2 separate regions of the Rattus norvegicus genome follow, and region 2 is linked to region 1. A link is a contact called in public Hi-C data. All regions are on one chromosome and are shown on one strand. Each heading gives the region's core, a stretch centred on a gene start, on an enhancer-like site or on the middle of the called end of the contact. The rest is flanking DNA. Distances are from core to core; before and after follow the strand shown. Region 1 has its middle 170 kb from the start of Dab2. Region 2 holds the start of C9 (complement C9).

What was found. Hi-C and Micro-C count contacts between places; a contact is called where the count stands out from the background.
Region 2: a Hi-C map of liver shows a contact between it and region 1, with 3 times the contacts expected there. The contact joins the promoter of C9 here to the enhancer-like site in region 1. A contact is called at or near these places in 10 of 12 Hi-C or Micro-C datasets (Schwann cells, frontal cortex, hepatocytes and 5 more) and 1 of 1 datasets of contacts at active chromatin or transcription factors (oligodendrocytes).

What each region holds. Positions count from the first base shown.
Region 1 is chr2:57,098,735-57,105,139 of GRCr8, forward strand. No RefSeq gene overlaps it. Among named protein-coding and RNA genes, the nearest start is that of Dab2, 170 kb to the right of the region's middle. Within about 2 kb of position 3,202, at least 8 of the 93 cell types and tissues checked have an H3K27ac peak or open chromatin away from gene starts, as enhancers often do. A contact at or near this core is called in kidney and liver, where this site is marked.
Region 2 is chr2:57,298,227-57,304,631 of GRCr8, forward strand. It overlaps C9 (complement C9), which reads left to right and starts at 2,284. Exons shown (of 11, transcript NM_057146.2): 1 at 2,284-2,417. The coding sequence starts at 2,296. It overlaps LOC120100732 (a long non-coding RNA gene), which reads right to left and starts at 6,133. Exons shown (of 2, transcript XR_005500716.2): 1 at 5,739-6,133; 2 at 5,072-5,440.

The DNA of each region.
Region 1 (6,405 bases), core at 1,952-4,451:
GTTCCAGGTCAATAGAAAAAAAGGGGGGGGGGTATGTGTATGTCACGGTTTGAATATGCTTGGCCCAGAAAGTGGCACTCTTTGGAGGTGTGGCCTTGTTGGAGAAAATGTGTCTCTGTGGGAGTGGGCTTTAAGACCCTAATCCTAGCTTCCTGGAAGCCAGTCTTTTCCTATCTTGGATGAAGATGTAGAACTCTCAGCTCCTCCAGCCCCATGTCTTCCTGAATGCTGCCATGCTCCCACCTTTATGATAATGGACTTAACCTGTGAACCTGTAAAACAGCCCCAATTAAATCTTGTCCTTTATAAGAGTTGCTTTGGTCATGGTGTCTGTTCACAGCAGTAATACCCTAACTAAGACAGTGTAACCGGTCAGATTTTTACCATTTTATAGACAGCCCATAGTACACTTACTCATTCATACACTTAAAAAATACCAAAGTGAATGCCACCATGTGATAATTTGTAAGATGGGCTTTGGCTCCATCCCTTCATGAGGAGGATAAAGAACTCTCCTAAATCTCTCTGTTCCTGGCCTTAAAACAAGAATGATAGGGACTGGAGGTGGAGCTCAGAGATTAAGAGCATAGACTACTCTTGTAGAGGATCCAAGCTAGGTTCCCATCACCCACATTAAGCAGCTCACAGTAACCTATAATCCCAGCTTCAAGAAAATCTGATGCTTCCTTCTGTCTTCTGCAGGCACCTGAGCATATACCCCCTGTCTTAGTTAGGGTTTTACTGCTGTGAACAGACACCATGACCAAGGCAACTCTTACAAATACATTTAATTGGGGCTGACTTACAGGTTCAGAGCTTCAGTCCAGTATCATCAAGGCAGGAGCATGGCAGCATCCAGGCAGGCATGGTGCAGGCTGAGGGTTCTACATCTTCATCGGAGAACAGACAGGAGAAGACTGGCTTGCACAGAACTAGGATGAGGTTCTTAAAGCCCATGCCCACAGTAACACACCTACTTCATCAAGGTTACATCTACTCCAACAGGGCCACACCTCCTAATAGTGCCACTTCCTGGACCAAACATATTCACACCATCACATATTCAAACCATAACACCCCCTAAACAGATACATGGGCATAGACATAATTAAAAATTAAGACTTATAAAAACAGTAATGATAACAATACTGACTTCAAAAGACTTGGGGGGTTGGGGGTTGGGAATTTAGCTCAGTGGTAGAGTGCTTGCCTAGCAAGTGCAAGGCCCTGGGTTCGGTCCTCAGCTCCGGGGGGGGAAAAAAAAGACTTAGGAGATACCTATGAAAATAATTTACTCAGATATCATGCCATATAACCCCAGCTGTGATTGACCACAGTAGTGCACAGAGCTGCTAGCTGCTGCTGCTGACCACTCACAGTGAGGAGCCCAATGCGGGCTCTTTCTGTAAGCTACTGAATCCTCCCCAGTATGGCTTTGGATTACAGGTTATCCATTTGTTTGGTTAAACATCCTTTGAGAGGTAGCTGCAGCTAATGGTCCTCTTACCTGGTCTTCCTTCCCTGCCTTCTTCAGTCCATGCCCTTCAGAACTTCACTGCAGAATGAAGATGCTACCACTTTCTATTGCCCCCTCTTCTTTTATCCTGCTTGCTCTTCCCCCTAGTAAATCTTTCTTCATTTTAGTCCACCTTAGCATAACCAAGCCAATGCAGTAAGTCTAAAACTAGCATCTGCTGTGTAGCAAAGAGCTTAATAAAGAGCACTACTTATGGCTATCTACCAGTTGAGTGACAGAAACCATAAGCAGGAAGTCCTTGTGGGAATTCAGAGACAGGAAAAACTCATTTCCAACCAACGCATGTAAAGTTTCCATGAGGGAGAGCTATGTTGAGCTACCTGGAAAGATCTCAAAAGTAAGCTTTACTGCAGACTGGGAATTGGCCGTTTGAGCTTGGAAAAGAAGAGAACAGAAAGAGAACCTAGAGGCTGGACATGTTTCATCATTGGTTGGCACATAAAGTATATACTCTGTCCCAGCTTGACGGAGGACCAAAAAGGGAGTATGGGACTCTACCATGAAGGGATGTGCATTAGTCAGTTTTGTGGTCATAAGAAGCAAGCCTTAATTCTCAGTGGCTTGCAAAATATACAATTATTTAACATTCCTGTGAAACGGCGGTGGCTGTGACTGACTGCTGTAACTCTCTTTCCTGTGCCTTCTCACACTACTCTCTGTACTCAGCTGAAGGAGCTTCCCAAGGGACAGGACTTCCAGAAATATATCATGGTGTTTGAAACTTCGATCGTGGATAAGTCACATGGCGTGTCTCCTCCTAGCTCATTGGCCAAAACGAGTCACATGGTCTAACCTGACTGCGATAGAGCAGAGAATACCCTCCCAACACAAGAAACACTGAAAATTCCGTGGCAATGCCATGGGATATATCTTTGTTTCATAGAAAGAAAGGATATACGGTTAGTAAAAAAGTAGATATCACCAATAAGAAAGTGACAAAATGCAAATGCTTAATATTAAATTAGGCTTACATTACATTATCGCCAGTGTAAAAGTCCATATGGCATGGGGAATAGGAAGAATATCGAATGGTCCAGATGGGAAATGATGTCCGACCGGCTTAAAGGAATGACAAACACGGAAACAAGACCCTTCCTTCTTGGAAGGACCAAGTGCTGCCCTTTCCACGACGGAAGTGATCCGTCGTTAGCAATGAAGACATATTGATATGGTGCATGGGCGGACAAACTGACCCGTGAAACAGAATAAAAAGTTTATGAAAAGCCTCACACAAATAGTTAGGCAACTCGTGATAGAAGCGTCACTACAACATAGCAAGGAAAGGTTTTGTTTGTTTGTTTGCTTGCTTTTTAAGCAGTAGAAGAGGACAATGGACACTGCCCAGTAAAGAACAACATTATTTAATGGTAGCTGAGATGAGTGATAAGTCAGACTATAGCTTTTGATGGGGACAAAAGAAAAGTCATGCCAGACAAAGAGATGACCTCAGATTAGCACTAACTTGGCAAGTGTGTCTGAAATACAATGAATGTCTCACTTCCCAGGTCATGAATGCCCTGGTACAGGTGTGTTGTTGTTGTTTTGTTTTGTTTAATTTTGTTTTAACACCATGACACATCAGCCCTGAGTGAACAGTCTTCAGCCTAACCAGGTCATACAATCATTGCACCATCTAGGACAGGCACAGACAGGCAAAGTCCTCTTGCTGTTTAGCCTCCCAGGTTGTCTGCTCTAACTCGGCAGTGCACCCAGTTGACCTAGAAGGCATATTGCTAAGGGTCGTGTGCTTCTGAACCACTGCTCAAGAGACAGAGATCTGTTGGTCAAATTACGGGCAGACCTGGTTAGTCAGTGACTTAAAGCTACCACATCGGTGATGCAATGCCTGGAACTTTGTGGAACTTTTAACGCCAGATTCCCTGCCCTCGGAGGTAAACGTTCTCCACTTGTTCACTGATGGGTTGAAAAGCATTTGTTCATTTAAAACAACTTTTTGGAGTGGGGCAAAAGGACAGACTGGGACAAGACAGTGAAATGTTAACTGAAGGAAACTGAGAGACAGGCCAAATTGGCAGATGGCACGTTTCGTTTCAGCTTTTAAAAATAATGTTGCTTTAAGAACAGGGGGAGGAAAAACTCAAGCCAAGAAACATCAACAGTAAGTTTTCCTTCTTTCCCCTCTTCAGATATGCTGGATCCAGGTTTAATTTTATGTCAGGAAAGAATTCCCTCCTGAGAATTTCCTGGCTACGGTTCAGTTGAGGATAATGTTTTCCAGCCTCCTTTCCAGAGGCCCTGAAAAGCTGAAAGGAAAGCGGCAAGCCATTTTGCAGGTTTCATCCTGAAGCAGCAGAGGGCGCTGCGATGACAAAGAAACCCCGGGCTTCTGGGACCCCGGTGCTTTCTGAATGCAGTCAACTTTATAAATCATTTCTGGGACCAGGGACTACCTAAAACCTGAAAGGTTTAATAGTTCTTACTTAATACAAAGCCTTCACTCTACATTTTGAATGCAAAGGGAGGGGGGGAAGGCTTAGATATTTGAATAAATTTCCAGAAATATGCAAAGCCCAGCCTTCTTTCATGATTACTTGGGTCATTGTGTAGTGAGATGTCCCATGGATGTCTAAATGGGATTTCCAGAGCATGTAAAAACCATTGCCAAAATATCACCCGAACGTACGTGCCCTTGCCGAATCTCAGCTGCCAAAATCACTTAACCGTTTGGTACGCCTTTGTTTTCAAACTGCTTGAATCCATTTAAAACCCAAGGAGGCGTTAGACGGGGAAGCCAGACACACTGATTATCATCATAGCCAATCTTTGACTCTACGTTCACCAATGTGTTTGAAGTCCTACGCTACATCCACACAATGTAATTCCCCGCCAAGTTAACGATTACGTGCCTATCAGTGTTGCAAACAATTCTCATTCTCACCAACCTCTGGGTACTCAGTTGCTTTCAGCACCGATAGAGCCCTATGAACACAACCTTCCAGAGCTAACATCCAACTGATAATGGCATTGTTTGTATATAATTCTGGGGATATCATATAGGCCTATGTAATATACATTTTTCTTTTTTCAAGAATGTCCCCAGGTGTAGGATGTGGAGGTTTTGAAAGGTACTTGGTTCATAGAAGTCCTGAGTCAGTTTAGGACACTCTTTCAGAGAACCAGGTGCAGTTCCAAATATTTATGCTTCATGGATTCAGGAGTAGGCAGGTAAGTATTACTTCTCGAGAGTTGGGAGCTGAGAGGCCAGACAGAAAGAAAATGAGAAAAGGTGTCATATAACACCTGCTGCTATCAAAGTTTCTTTCTCCCTCCTCTCTCTCCTTGCTCACACTTTCTCTCTCTCTCTCTCTCTCTCTCTCTCTCTCTCTCTCTCTCTCTCTCTCTCTCTCTCACACACACACACACACACACACACACATCATATATATATATATACATATATATGTATATATATGTATGTATATATATATATGTGTGTGTGTCTGTTGGGGGCATGTGATCTTGCTATTTATTTGCCAACATGGGTGAGCTATTGATGCTCTCTGATAATCGGTCCCTGACTTCTACCCTCTCTGAAGAGTAGAGCTGAGTCTTTTAGACCTAGTGATTTGGAAAATCTGACTTAACATCTCCTAATTCTGGGCATATGTAATATGTAATAGCTGGAAATTTGTCTTGATAAGGGAATTGAACAAACTCAACTACAGTCTAAGTAGCAACCTGTTAAATCACAGAAATTCCCTATTTTGGCTCTTAACCTGAGTTCACACTGCTTCCTGTATTCCTTCTCTCTCCAAGTGATTTCCTCTGCTGCTATGATACACAGGCAAATTCATAGTCTTTTTCCTAAGCGACTAACTAAGTTAGATAAGGGGTAAGTGAACAGAGCACTCTTCCACAAGAGATTGTTAGAGAGGAAGGCCACCCCCATTTTTCTTCCCTGTGGGAAAAAGAGAAATTGCCTTTGACAGTGAGCACACAATGTTCTGTAGCTTGTGACCTCTTTTGTCTTGTGCTCAGAAATGTTGTGTAAAGAATAAAGGCAGGTAAGAGCTGGCCAGTGTGTCACTCCTACCTCATCTTTGACAGAATCCACAGACAGATCCACACTTCAGGAATTGCATATCCTCTATCCTTGCCTCCGGCCTGAATGATGGATTTTAGGAGAGTCTCCAGTTACTTATAAAAAGGTGCAGGTAGGTAAAGTTCTTTGGAAGAAAGAAAACGTAGCCCTAAACATTTAGAACTAGTACTTGAAATCAGTTCCTCCATTGTTAAGACTTGTATTAGTTCAGTGTGGTCAGCAAATAGCAAGCAAAGGACGGCCACCAGCCAGACAAGAAGACAGTCCCTGCTTTCTAAATACTATTCTTTACTATTTAGCGTGTAAAGTCCACACCCCATACTGCTGATGCATAGGTAGGGCACCAGGGCAGTGGGAGAGCTTCAGTGAAAGAACAGATAAGATACCCTGGGAGCTGGAGGTGGATTATGGGATTGTGGGGAGTAGCAATAATTAGGCAAGGAAAATGGAAAAAGGGAATAATTTCAAGTAGAGATAATAATATTGTATGCAAGGACACACATACAAAGGTCATGGCAAAGTTAGTTTGTGTGCCTTTGCAGTGGTAGGTAAGGATGTGGAATCTGGGCCATGGGGAAGCAAGGGCGCCTGGGTGGTAAATTCTTATATCATGTATGTGAGGGAATTCGGAGTCTTTATTTGAAATGGGGATGCATCAAAGGTTCCAAGTCAAATGAATGCTTCATGGGTGTCTTGATATTGATTTACAATAAGCCTTTGGCGTGAGAATTTAATTATTTCCCCTTTCCTTCACTTTTTTTTTTTTTTTTTTTTTTTTGCATCTGTACACAATTCTACATGATCT
Region 2 (6,405 bases), core at 1,034-3,533, 200 kb after region 1:
CCACTGGGGTCCTGTGCTAGAGCGAGCAGATGGGGTAGTCAGCTACACAGAGCACCACGGAAACAGCATGAGCTGATTAAAATATTAACGGCAGCACTCAAAAGAGTGGTGGGAAAACCTACACACTACGCGCCTCACGCTTGGATGGGATGAGCAGATAGTAGACCTCCATATCCAGCATTTCTTCAGCTCCGTGATAGAGCCATCGAGAATTAAATGTTTTGGCCTCTACAGAGGAGCCGGCATGTTGTAAAGTTCCCACTTTCACCTCTGGTGGCTTTTGTGTGTTATCCCAATAAAGATGCTGTTTTTGCTCCTCCAGCTTAATTCATCCTCACCCTCTCTTTCTCCAAGATACACACAAAGCACAAGCCTCACTTGCAAACGTGTCAGATACATGATAGAAGTCAGGAGCCTAGAAGAGTTAAAGACAGGGTAAAAGTAAAAGCCATGTTATTCATAGAGTGTATACATTATAGAGTATACAGTATCAACTTGTAGAACTGTTATTATATTCTATTCATACTGTTGCATTGTGTAGCCTGATGATTAAATTAAGTAGCAATTTAGAATATCCTCCCATCCCAACTAAAATGTCCTTCCCTCCACTCCTCAAGACAGTCTCCCAGGAGAAAGGTGATTCTGCCATGTCCAATTGTGACAACTTACCAAATGAAAGACTCACAGCCTAATCAACTATCATCATCTCAGTAACATAAAACAGTGTCCCGTGCTAACTTAGTTCATGTCCTTGGGTCCAAAGACATCCTGAGAGTATCCACAGAGACCAAAGAAGAGTCTCGCATGTACTGTGACAAAGCCGGCAGAACTGGACTGAGTCCAGATGCCACTCACATGTCACTATCTAAGGTGAATGGAAAGTGTCCCTGTGGCATGGATTCCCTCAATGACATAGCTGTGACTTTTAAGAATCAGTCTCATTACCTGATGATTCTGTATGGCTTAAATGTCAAGCAAGCCCGTGGTCTCCACAACAAGCCGAGAAGTCAGTGGAATTAGTTCAACTAGTTCTCAAGCTTTGCATGGGAAAAGGAAGAGTATTAAGAAAAGGCGGAGATTAGAGACTTTAACATCAGTGGCACGGGTAATATGGTCCTAAACTAACCAAACAGCTCTGTCATCTCACCAACCAGACATCTGTTTTACCTTTGCTAACGTTTGGGATTTGCTCTGTTGTAATTAATAATTTTCTGTGAATATCTTGTAAGAACTGTGCTGTGAAGCCATGCAGTGTTGAAAGCCTGAGATCTCTGCCCTTGGGAAATGCAGACCAACCCGGAGTTCATCGTCATTCTCAGCTGTGCCATGGGAAGGTCTGAGGCAAACCTGTCTCCACGAAACAAAACTGTTAGGAATGGCCGGATGTGCATTCATACCTGTAACTGCAGTAATTGGGTTTAGGCAGAAGGGCTGCAGCAAGTTTCAGGCTAGCCTGAACTGCCTTGTCGGACCCTGCCCCAGACAAACAACACAATAAATAAGAGTAGTGTCATGAGACATCATAAAGTCATAAAACATTACCCACCTCTCTGCTCTCCCCACCCCCCACCCCATTGTGTATGCTAAGTCCCAACCCTGGCCACACATGGAAAGATTTGAGAAGCCCCGCCCGTTAAATTTGAGTGAGATAGAAAGTGAAAGACTTCCATGTTTGCAACATCCACAGGTCATTCTCTGGTGCAACCAATGTTCTCAGAAAGGTCGCATGGTCCACATTCTTCAGTGCTTCCAGAACCTCTCCCTCTCCAAGGCCCTGGAAAATGTGGAGATGTCCGGCAAGCAGCATTCTTCGTGGCAGGGAAATTCCTACCTTTTTGGTAGCTATTGCTAAAGCCTTGTGGCACTTACTTTGTATTTTTCAGAAGAATATACATATAAAAAAGATACATATGTCCCCACCTAAGCCTTGACTTTCATCCTGCTGTTTCTGTAGTTATTCTGAACCTAGGCCTCTATGAGACTATTCCATAGGCCTCTCCCATAAATTATGCCTCTCTTAATCTGCCCTTCCAGAATCTCCCAAGAAAAGAACTGCTAGGAATTTGTTTGATCTGATTGGGTTGCTTTTAGCTTGCTTTTTTTTTTTTTTTTTTTTTTTTTTTTTTAGTTTATTGCACAATGACACTTTGTCAATAAGGGAAACTAGCAGCCAGGAATTACAATAAATGACTCTCTATTCGTTGGACTTTGGTACTTAGGTAGCACGAACTAACACAAACAAAACCCTGAACATATATGAGCAATTATTATTCCCTGTCCTTTGGTTGCAAAGAAATGCTTCTCAGGACTCCAGGGCTGCCTAGGAGGAGCGGCATGGCCTCAGGCGTGACCATCACCCTAGCCATTGCAATCTTTGCCTTGGAGATCAATGCACAGGCCCCAGAGCCCACTCCCCGGTGAGTCTGTGACTTGTCTATCTCTGGAATTCTACTGTGGAATCTGCTGTCTCAGGGTCCAGGGCTTAACAGCAAAGTAGGTACAATAAAGGTTAAGCTAAACAGTGATGTATAAAATCCCCAGGATTTAAACTTTCTAAACAAGTGTACTCATGCTTCTGGGACTTTGTTCTAAAGAAGGAACTGAAATGTCAATACTAAGATATTCTCTTTAAATATTTAGAATAGGGTGGGGAGGGGGGATTGTCGCCAGTTTGTGACAAATCAGTATTGATCAGTGTCTATAGGCTGAGAAGTTTCCAACAAAGGTAGTAAATCTTTCTGTCCTTTATCTCAAAACCTAATACTTTTTAACTGTTGGCTGTGTGGCCCTTTGGCCCCACATTAAGCAAAGGTTAACTACTTGTCTTGTCTTCTTTTCTGTGACATCCCATTCTGTGGCCCACGTTTTGTGTTCTGGGTCTCAGGGTCTACTTGTTCTAACCAAGAACTGTCAGGGTGCAGTTTCAATGGTTTCTTCCAGCACTGCCTCTCTATTTCCTTCTTATCTGATCCTACTTGGGGTTGCAAAACCCATAAGGTATGGTTTGCATATGGTATAAGGGTGTCCCCAAGGTTGCATGTACTGGAAACTCAGTCCCCTGTGGCAGCAGAAAGAGGTGGTGTAGCCCTTAAGGAGTAGAAGGTCTCAGGATTCCTCAGTCGTAAATGGACCGACTCTGAGGAATGGGCCAAGCCTAGCAGGAGTGGCTCCTAGCAGGTATCTGGCTAGGCTGTTCCTCCAACCCGAGTCTCCTTACACACCTGACCCTTCTGAATGCAGAAACTTCCCATTTTGCTTCTAGTGACCATGTTATGATACAACCCTGGAAATTCTCCTCAGATACCTAGGCGATGCTGTTTGAGATTTGTAGTCACTTGTGAAGAGAGTAAAATTCTCTCCTGCACACATCACCCCCATCAGGCATTCTGTGTCAGCAACAGAAAGCAGAGTGTGACGCCAAACACACCCAGCAAATAAACCCACAAGACAGTAAAAGCCCCCTGTACATCGCTGCACCCAGGACTGCTAGAGATCACACCTGCTGGAGGCTGTCCCTTCCTACCATGTAAACATCACGGGAGAAGACGCACACCCATGTGGTCCAATTCAGCTTGTTCTCTAAGGGCCGAACAGAAAATTGCCCTGATGCCAACACAAGCCTGGACGCCGTTCCTCTGTCTGCATTAATCTTGTCCTGTGTCCTATTCCCCTAAGTTTAACAAAAGTCTATTGACTTAGCTAGCCAGCTTATGCCACCTTTGCCTGCCTTCTGGCTGAGGTAGAGGCGAATCGGTCTGGACTCCACCCACCAAACGTGGGTTGTGATTCATTTTCCAGGATAGGACTCTCAGAAGAGATCCGCTCAGACCCACATGAGCTCTGGGATGAGTGCTCGGCCAGGTTTCCCTCCCATCTCCTCTCCTCCTCTGCGGACAATACCTAAGCATTATCTCTCTGTTCAGAAAATAGTTTCACCTTCCCGGTATCTTAACTCAGAAGGTCTGTGTGCAAAGACTGTTACTGAAGGCAGCTTTGGCATTCTTGTAATTAACCTGACCCTCTCTTAAGGTATTTATAAAAAAAATTAAACAGCTCAAATTTCTGGACGGAGGCTCAAACCAGAAAGGCTGTGGGACGACCGCAGTTGCTTTGAGGTTCCCACCTCCTGGGTCTGGTCATACTCATGTTCCAGGCAGGGGCAGGGAGACCCCTGGCTGGCCCCAGATCCTGGCATTCGCATTCTCCAGTTTAACTGAGCTTCCTGCACTTCCACAAACATGCCCTTCAGCATGTGCCAGAACGGTCCCACCCGGAACGCTCTGTGCTGTGCCCTTTAAGACGAAGGGTTCAGAGACTCCAGGCGCTACATGAGACCATGTACTTGAACAACACAGCAGCAATATTTCAAATGGTTTCTGAGCATGTATTTTCTTCAGACGTCCATAGCTCACAACAAGCCACCATTGTCTATCAGCATTGAGGTCAAACCACCTTTGGAAGCTGCCCAGGCTGGAATGAACGACTCAGAGTCTCTGTACGTTGGTTCCCTGATCCATAAGACACTGATTGTGGTTGGTTCCTGTGGCTGCCAATGCAAAGTCCAAAAATTAATTGTTTTAAACAAGCTATCTGTTTCCCCGCCTGGAGGCTGGAGGTCTGACATCAAGATGTTGAGAAAGCCAAAATCACTCTGTCACTCTGGGGTCAATCTCAGGTCTTCACGGTTGCACAGCAAGCGTTTTACCTACCAAGTCATCTCCCCAGGCTCCAGATTTCTCCTTTCTGCACGGACACCAGGTGTACTGGGCTGGGGCCTACTTCCATTAAACCCATTTTAACTCAATCACCTCTACCCCGATCCTATTTACAAATAAATTCACATGCTCAGGGACCAACCAGGTCTCGGAACCTCAGAGTATCGTTCTTTTTTGCAAGGGATCACAGTTCAGTCCATACACTTATGACGACAGAATTCATCTGGTAGTGTTTTCATGTGAATGTTAAGTTACCACATGTGTGATGTATTTCAAGCTTCTGCCTCAGGCATGTAGAAAGAATTCAATAAGCAACATCAGGTATTAGTGTGTGTGTGTGTGTGTGTGTGTGTGTGTGTGTGTGTGTAATGATTTCACTGTTTTTTGTTGTTGTTGTTGTTGTTGTTGTTGTTGTTTATTTGGTTAGGGTTTTTTTGGGGGGTTGGTTTTATTTTTTGTTTTTTTTTTTGTTTTTTTGTTTTTGTTTTTGTTTTTGGCTTTCAAACCATTCTTTGTTCAGGATTGGAGTTACAGTAGCTTTGGGGGGATATCACAAGGTTCAGTGGGACTTTGACAACAGTAAATTGTGGGTATTTCTAAATTTCACCACAAGATGAGTTCCCAGGAGAACAGGTCCTGGGGAAATCATCATCTCAGATATTCCTTTGGTCCTTTGGGTCCTGATGTGTAGCAGGTCCTCAGTAAATGCTCTCATATACCGGGTCCTTGAGAAGACATAAAATAAGTGTTGTAAACTCAGAGATGTGCCTTAAGATGTTAACTCTGGGCGTTTTATTATCTTTTTTTTAATCTTCATGAACTATGTGAATTTAGCATACAGTCCCAATTAGCTGAGATTTCCCCACAGCTAAAGATTCCTCCTACAGCAAATGCCTTCCTGCTTGGACCGAAGTTCTGGAAACTTCTCTCCCGGTGGGAAGACAGGACCCTCCTTTAATGCATTTCTGGCCCGGAGTTAGATCCCCTGTGTGCTGGTGTGCACAGCTTTGATCTGGGGCTCACCTTCCCAGCTGAGACTGAAAGACTGCGACATGGGCTGTCCTTGATAGGCCCTCCATCTGAGGGCCCAGAACGTCCCAGCAAACAGCTCTGCTCTGCCTAATAATAGCTTAGCAGGATGACAGGCAGGCGGTGAGCCCTGTCCACAGGCAGTCCTCAAGCTACAGAAGATTATCTGCTGAGTGAGTCAGAGGGGCTGGCAAGGCAGTGTTGGGCTAGGAGGGTGGAAGAGAGGCAGAGTTATTTGAGGTCACCGGTCTCCTGTCCTAATATTTATGCAGTGTGCTTATTCAATAACACTCTGTTTGCATAACCTTTTAGTCTCCCCCACTAATTCCTCAGAGTCCTGCTTTTACCATGCATTCGGGTAGCCAGACACCTGACAAAGTGAGGACAAAATAACCAGGGACTGGTGCGATGTTCGGTTTATTTTTTGTGCCATTTGGCATCATGTCCCTTTGCAAGCTGGCTGTAGATTCAGGCAAGAATTATGTTGTCCAATTGACGCACCGTATAAAAAATAAGTTGTACTCTCTACATCTCAAAGTGTCTACAAATATCTTAAGGCTATTTCATCCAGAAATCACTGAGCAAGCTCAGCTTATCTCAAAGACGATTTGTGTTGAGGGCGGAAGCAAACAGAAGCAGCAGAACCGATCGGCACTAAACC